2 separate regions of the Mus musculus genome follow, and region 1 is linked to region 2. A link is a contact called in public Hi-C data. All regions are on one chromosome and are shown on one strand. The core of a region is the stretch at or near the end of the contact, and the rest is flanking DNA. Distances in the headings are between cores, read along the strand shown. Region 1 overlaps Arhgef28 (Rho guanine nucleotide exchange factor (GEF) 28). Region 2 overlaps Lncenc1 (long non-coding RNA, embryonic stem cells expressed 1).

The links. Hi-C and Micro-C count contacts between places; a contact is called where the count stands out from the background.
Region 1: a contact with region 2 is called in a Hi-C map of ventricular fibroblasts, with 3 times the contacts expected there. The contact joins two enhancer-like sites. A contact is called at or near these places in 1 of 484 Hi-C or Micro-C datasets (ventricular fibroblasts) and 2 of 115 datasets of contacts at active chromatin or transcription factors (astrocytes and embryonic stem cells).

What each region holds. Positions count from the first base shown.
Region 1 is chr13:98,007,508-98,011,411 of GRCm38.p6, forward strand. The region is part of intron 9 of Arhgef28 (Rho guanine nucleotide exchange factor (GEF) 28); the gene reads right to left. Among named protein-coding and RNA genes, the nearest start is that of Gm34388, 120 kb to the left of the region's middle. Within about 2 kb of position 1,319, at least 57 of the 459 cell types and tissues checked have an H3K27ac peak or open chromatin away from gene starts, as enhancers often do.
Region 2 is chr13:97,442,070-97,446,173 of GRCm38.p6, forward strand. All of the region lies in intron 1 of Lncenc1 (long non-coding RNA, embryonic stem cells expressed 1), which reads left to right. Among named protein-coding and RNA genes, the nearest start is that of Lncenc1, 9.2 kb to the left of the region's middle. Within about 2 kb of position 1,887, at least 148 of the 459 cell types and tissues checked have an H3K27ac peak or open chromatin away from gene starts, as enhancers often do.

The DNA.
Region 1 (3,904 bases), core at 69-2,568, 560 kb after region 2:
TGAGGATGGTACCCCAAGGTCCTAAACACCTCAGAGAGAAGCAGTCAGGGGCTGGGCTCAGCGTATATGGCGACCGTCTCATCCACCACAGAACAAAAGAAGATTACGGTAGATGTTTCTGGAGAGGGCATGTGGGACAACATCCAGGGGCAGAGACCCCAAGGTTCTGTCATATGAGAGGCAAGGTAAAGCCAAATTGGTATAAGTCCAAAAGGAGAATCACCAAGCCACGCTAGACACCAGGAGAGGACCCCAGCAGCAGGCCTTGGTCACAAGTGCTATGTTTCTGAAGAGGCTAGATCAGTCCAGAAAGACCCAGAAATCACTGCAAAGATTCAAGAACCAGGCCCCTCCTACCAGCAACTCCCCCAACTCCCACCACAAAGCCACAGTGAATATGGACAAGGATGAAAAGAGGGGTGTAGAACAGTCAGGAGAAATCCAGGGTACCAAATTATTATCCGGCGACACCAAGCAGTTGCTAAAAATGTCCGCTTACATTGTTACATCAAACCAAGCTTTCCATATTAAAAATATACTCCTGCCCTCCCTCACCCCACAGCCTATATATAGGGTAGTACTCGTGAAAGTAAGACTGAATGTAGATCAAATAAAGAGTAATGAAACCAACATTCACTGACCAAGTTCCATGGTCCAGCATTGGAGATTTGAAATGCACAGGACAACCCCTGCTTCCCAGGGACCCTTAGGGTAGAGACGTGGCGTGTCAGCTGTGACAGAGAAGGGCTAGCAGAAGAACCCACATCCAGCGGCAAAGCAGCTGAGGAAGAACGCTGACCTCTGAGGGGTTCAGGGAAAACTGGGGAAAGGGCTCATGAGCTACATTTGAAGGAGAAGTTGGACAGAGGTTTCCAGTTTGTGAGAAGAGACACTCGCTTGAATTTGCTAAAGTAAAAAGAGATGGAAGAAAATTCACTGAGCTGAATGGATTTACTACACAAAGCTTGAGAAACAGGGAAGCGAGCTTGGAGCCCAGCCCGGAGCCTCACAGGGCCTTACCATAGATTTGCTTCTCTTTGCGTTCCTTCTGACTACAGACTCGTTTTGTATAGCCAGTGGCTTCATCACCAATCTTTCTACAGATACCACGGGAGAAGCAAGGCATGTCCCTCCAAATTCCAGTTTGAGAAACCCAGAGAAAGGGTTCTGACTGGCTGTGTCTGGGTGATGTGCTCACCGTGGGCCTATCACTGGTAGGAGGAACACTGTGTGAGCATCATGGCCAGAGTAGGAGAGCTGCCCACTCAACTATATGAGCGCTGTTCGGCTAAGGGAAAGATGCCAAGCAGACAGAGATAACCACGCAGGCCAGTGAAAGAGGGTTACACAACATTTCCGTGTCTTCATGAATCAGCGGTTCGCACGCCTGGGCTCTTTTCCATGACTTTGTTATGCTGAGTGTATGACTGAGTCTGTTTTGAGGGACCACACCCCCCCCACCCCCCCACCCCCACCCCCGCTCAGACCTCATCAGCACACCGAAGGCTACTGACTGGCATCCCTTCACAATGCCTTCCACCTTACCTTCCTACAGCTTTCCTATTTTTGTTTTGTTTAGTTTTGTTTTGAGTGTTGGGGATTGAACAAGCACATGTCTTACATATTCTGGGCAGCCACTCTACCACCGAACCACATTCCCAGACAGGATGCCTTCTCTTTATCATGAAATTCAACTGTAAGTTTTAGCAGGTTTTCCTGTGGGAGTTGGGGCCACACCTACTCCAACAAGGACACGCCCACTCAAGCAAGGCCACACCTGCTCCAACAAGGCCACACCCACTCCAACAAGACCACACGTTCTAATAATGTCTCCTAAACATGGAGACGATAAATTGTAATACTTCCTTCTTTGCCCCTACAGAGATGAGAGGAGAGGAGTCACTTTCAAAACATTGGCTAAGTATTTGTTTGACTAAGGGGAGTAAGAGGCTCTGTTAGCTCTGTTGTCTGCCATAGGCCTGCGATGTCCCCCCCCCAGCCCCCACCCCCTCTTGTTTGGGACACAGAGATGCCTCTGGGCAGAGTTCAGCACTGAACCTGCTCTCTGGGAAATTAAGTAGAAAACTCTCCAAGAACAAAGACAAGTTAGCAAGTTATGTCATCTTGGAGAAAGGTTTCTTTCTCTTTTTGAGGCTTTCTGAAACGACCTATTCATTCAGGCATTCTCTTGTAAATTTCTAGATTAAACCCAAACACACACCCATACAGTGCACACACACACACACACACACACACACACACACACTCTCGCCTAATTCATGAAACTTCCTGAGAAGGGAGAAAGGCGTGAATGGGCTCTTGAATTTACATAGTTTACCTTTAACAGTTATCACTAAGCCTCTGAAACATCATTGTACGTCTAAGTGCTTATTAAGGGTGACTGTGCAGATCAAATACCCCGTCCTTCAAATATTATATGAGCTCATTTCCAAAGCAAAACGAAATAAGCATGGTGTCACGTGTGCCTGAAGTACTCCTCTGGGGAGGCAGAAACGGGAGGTTCATTTGAGACCCAGAGTTCGAGACCAACCTGAGCAACGCAGAAGGGAAAGCAGAAAGCCATTGTCTCCTCCACTCCTGGTATAGTTTATAGCTCTGTCCACACCTCTCTCAATCTCAGAGAAGACAGTAGGCATCCCAGCATTCTCTTTCTGTAGTGCTTTGAAGTTGAGTGCCCTCCACAGACAGAATGCTTAGGAGCGGCATTAGAAGACATTGTTAGGGTTTCTATTGCTATGGAGAAGTGGCATAGCCATGGGCAACTCTTATAAAGGAAAGCATTTAGCTGGGGGTGTATTAGATTCAGAGGGTTAGTCCATTATCATCATGGCAGGAAGCATGGTGGCATGCAGGCAGGCGTGACACTGGAGATGCACAACAAACCCCTTTGAGGTTCCAAATTTCCTACTTCCAGGCCCCTGTCCATCAGTTCCCAGGCCCAAAGTTTGGGTGTGTGCAAGTACCATGCCTGTGTGCAGGGGGCAGTGCCAAAGGCTAGCAATAGGTCTTGCGTCTGGAAACGCTAATGCTATCCCTGCCAGCTCTCTTCCTCCATAACAGTGCACAGAAGGGAGTGGGAGCTGAGGCGGTGAGGAGCATTGGTACCTTTCCATCCACAGGGGCAAGCTCTTGACATCCTCCCTCCATTCCCTCTCCTAAAAGGTGGCATGTTTACTGGGAAACAGAATTCTCTTACATTCAGTGTCTGAGCTCTAGGCTGAGTTTTGCTACAACAGTCTCCAAGGCAGGGCAAGTCATTTTTTTCTTTCTGGGCCTCAATTCCCCAACTCATAAAGGAAGGTGACAGCATATCTCGCATGCTGAGAGGGTCTCCCTCCTTTTTTTTTTTTTTTTTTGACATGACAATATGTGTGGAAACATCTTCCTAATGTCATTATTCCATTCTTCCCTTTTCCTTCCTGACATGGTCCCAGTCTCTTCTTTACCTAGAATACCTTTGGGATGACTATTTCTTACGGTTATCACAAAATGTCTGAAGCTAGATAGCTTATAAATTAAAAAGGTTCACCTAGCTCACAGTTTACGGGGGTTAAGGTTGAAACAGCATAGTGCGGCTCTTGTGAGGGCTCCTTGGTTAAGTCACTAACAACAAAAACACAGCAGCGTGAGGTCGTCAGGGGAGAAATCCGATGTAAGGCAGGCCACCTGAAGACAGGCAAGGACCAGTCTTGCTTGTTCATAACAGTCTTCTCAAAACCTAACAAGGGTCTCAAGAGAACTACATTAATCCCTTCTTAGGGAAGAAGTTTTTAAGACCTAATGACTTCCTCTGGGTATTAACCTCATCAAAGTCTCTTCTTTCCAACAGCACTATATCAGGAGGCAAACAGCCAACTCATGAGCCTTTGGGTAGCATGAACCA
Region 2 (4,104 bases), core at 637-3,136:
TTTTTCTTTTTTCGTTCTTGCTAGAGTTCCTGTGGAATCTAGAGAGTGTAGTGTGAACTTAGAATTACGGCTTTTCTATGTCAGCAGTTCTTGGGGTGGGGGGTCCTCTGCCTCAGGGTGCTGAAGAAAGTCTCTTTGTCACCTGTCACAATACTACCTCCCTCTACCTGAGAACTGATTTCTTTGTTTCTCTTCTCCCCCCTTCTCTATATATGGAACTTTCCTTTCCCCAGCATTGGGGCATAACATGCCCCTCCCCCACCCAGCTTCCACCCCCTGCTTCTGTTTCCCTCTAACCCAGCTTGCCGGGTCTTTGTCTGCTGCTGGTGACAAGCAGTTCAGGAGTTCACAGCACACATTCTCATGGTGAAGACAACTTCCTTTTCAAAGAGGTCCCTGGGCATTTCTAAAATGAAGCCCTAGAGGAAGAGGAGGAGGCTGTGCCGCCCGCCGGCTCTGCCTCTGTCACTGCACAGATCCCCCACATTGTCGTTAACCGAATAGAGGAGGAAGTGGGCATCTAGCACAGGAAGCTAGGAAGAGGAGGAGGATGTGCGCCGGCTCTGCCTTTGTCGCTGCACAGATCCCCGCATTGTGCTAGCTTCCTGTGTGAGATGCTCACCTCCTCTACCAGGTTAGCGACAGCTCTCTCTAAAACACATGTTGGGCTGAAAGACTGGTTTTCCCTGACAGATGAAGGAATTTCCATAAAGATAATTAAAATAATGTGAAAGGCATATATGGCCCACACACCTGAAACCAGGGACTTGGCAGATTTTCCTACACCACATACACAGGGGCATTAGTGACTAAGGTAAGAACAACCCAAGTGTCCACCAGCAGAGTAGATAATGTTTGAATGCATAAACAAATGTGGCATTTGCATACAATGGGACATTAACCTTAGAAAAGGGTGATATTCTGATATCTGATGCAGGCTACAACATGAGTCACCCTTGAATACATTTTGCAGAGTGAAGTAAGCCAGATACAGAAAGATAAGTACTGTGCTGTTCCGCCTCTGTGGGAGAACTGAAAACTCACAGAACTGTGGTCACCAGAGGCCTGGGGAGAGGGGCCATGGAGTTACAGTCTAAGGGGTCAGCTGTTCAAGGAGGTGGATGCACACTAACATGCATCGGTTTAATCACTAGGTACTCATCATCAAGTCTTTTTGTTTTTGTTTTGTTTTGTTTTGTTTTGTTTTGTTTTGTTTTTGTTTTGTTTTTTCGAGACAGGGTTTCTCTGTATAGCCCTGGCTGTCCTGGAACTCACACACTCTGTAGACCAGGCTGACCTCGAACTCAGAAATCTACCTGCCTCTGCCTCCCAAGTGCTGGAATTCAAGGCGTGCACCACCACTACCCGGCGTCATCCAGTCTCAATGAAACTGACCAGTGCACTTGGTGTGGTGACACTTGGTGTGGTGACACTTGGTGTGGTGACACTTGGTGTGGTGACACTGGTAGAGCTTACCTTGGCCGTCCTTTTACCACAATAGAAAATGGGAACAACGAGGAATATGGGCATTATAATTTTGCTGTTTCTTCATTATTTATTTTTCTTTTTTGGCCAAGGCTGCAAGTAGAAGGTTCAAACGATGTACAAATAGTTGGAGATTTACCAACCAACATCGCTGCTGTTTGTGTATCATCTATGCTGTGATGTGAATAACACTTATTCAAACACCAATGAGAATACATTTTCCTCCTAAGTAATTTTTTTCCCTGTGACTTTTGTACACCAATCTAGGAAAGAAAACATATCTATTGAGACAAATACATGCTTTCAAAGGTCACCAAAATAAACTTGGTGACTGTGGCAACCCTTGGAACTGGGCAGAGGAACCTGCATTTTGCAATGCTTGCGCACACACTGAATGATACTACTTGTCCTGGGTTCCCTGACTTCATACAGGAAATATGTGACCTCCGGGTCCTCAGGCTCTCTGAAAGGGAGCTTTGATAAAGACAAAGCGAGCAGGGGGATTCCTCTTGGTTCAGGTAATTTTTGCGGCTGATAGTTGTGATCAAGTTTTGAAAAACAAATACCACCTGCTCACCGCTGAATCTGGGAACAAGAGTTCCAGTGGAAGGACGCAGATTTGATGGCCAGAGGCCCGGGGTGCTTGGCAGGCTAACAGGGTGATTTTTTTAGTGAGTCATTTTGACATTCGGTGACCCACCTCGCGCCCATCAGTCTTCATAGGCCGGCCCAGGGTAAATGCCTGTCTACAGTTTGGGGCGCAGGCCTAGTGGAAGCAAATGTGCCACCTCCAGGGGAGCATAAAAGACAGACCATAGGAGATCACAAACCTGGGAGACTCCCGCCTTTGTCCTGACCGGTCATTCAGTACTATTTAAAATATCACATTGAAAGTTAGCTCCTTCTTCTTCCCTGCTTCACTCCCGCTCTCTTCTTCCTTCCTTTCTTTCTTTTTGCTTTCTTTCTTTTATTTTCTACCTGTTTTTTTTGCGGCTCATGCTTCTTACCCTTTATATCATCCAGAACTACACATGCCTGCTGATACACTTATGTGCATGTGCACATGTACCCACACACACCACACCCTATACACACACCATACACATGCATATACATACACACATCATACACACCTCATACTCACACCACACCCTACACACAGACGCACGCACACCACATCCTACACACATACTCACACCACACAACCTGCACACACACCACTTTTTATGCACACACACATACACCACACTTTACACACACACAGCATACATACCACACATACCACACCGTATACACACCCTATACACACACCACATCCTACACCATACACACACCATACAACCACACACACCACATCATACACACATGCACACACACCATACATCCTAAACACATACCACATCCTATGCACACACACATATACCACACACTACACACACACCATACCCTATACACATACAACCCACATCCTACACACCCCCACATACATCACCCCTCCACATACACACACTACACATATCACACACATCACACCCTACATACACATACTACACATATCACATACCTCACCATACACACACTACACATGCATACATATGTATGAGCACCAAATTAATCTCTGCTTTTTTTTCTTTCATGTCTTCAGAATAGAATTATAGGTAGCTATGATATAAAATCGAAACCGAAGGGAGCTGGCGGATAGAATAGAAAATATAGAGAAGACGTGGGCATAGCCCTTCCTTAGAATTTTCCCTTCTGCGGTTCTCTTCAACCACTGCACACAAAAGCCAGGCCTTTCCAGATACCAGGGGTACTGGAGAGCCCAAAGTGGGAACAACCAAGCATGCTATGTCCTTTTTGAAGCAGGGGCTATAATTCTGCTTGGGAGATGCTGTGCTACTGAGGAGCTAGCTGATAGACAGCATGGGAGGCTGCAGGGTGAACCTTCCTGGGGCTGTGAGAAAGCAAAGGCTGTTTGCTGGCTTCTCTCTCTCTCTTCCTCTCTCTCTCTCTCTCTCTCTCTCTCTCTCTCTCTTCCTTTCTCTTCCTTTCTCTCTTCCTCTCTCTTTCTCTCTCTCTGTCTCTCTCTCTGTCTCTCTCTGTCTCTCTTTTGTAGGGAGGTCTCTGTATAGCCCAGGCTATCCTGGAACTCACTCTAGACCAGGCTGGCCTCAAACTTAGAAATCTACCTGCCTCTGCCTCCCAAGTACTGGGATTAAGGTGTGTACCACCACTGCCTGACTTGCTGACTTCTTTCTATCTCCATGACTAGACTCAGGTTGGCAGGATGATCTGAGAGGTCAACTTAACAATCTGGAGCACAGATTGATCAACAACTGGAAAAAATTTATTGTAGCATTTGAAATGTTAAATATCAGCAGTAATAACTGTAGTAATGATGATATTATTATAGCTAAGAGACCAGCTAGGTATTTTTATGTGGCATGTTTTGAATCCTGTGACACAGTGCTGTTTTCTTTGCTTCAAACTCTGGAGACAGCTACTATTGTTAAAAGCAATACACAGGGTATCCCCTGTGGAGAGATAAGGTATATGCATATTGAAGCCTTGGAGTGACCATTTGAGCAGATATCCATGATTCATGAGTTGGACAGCTCC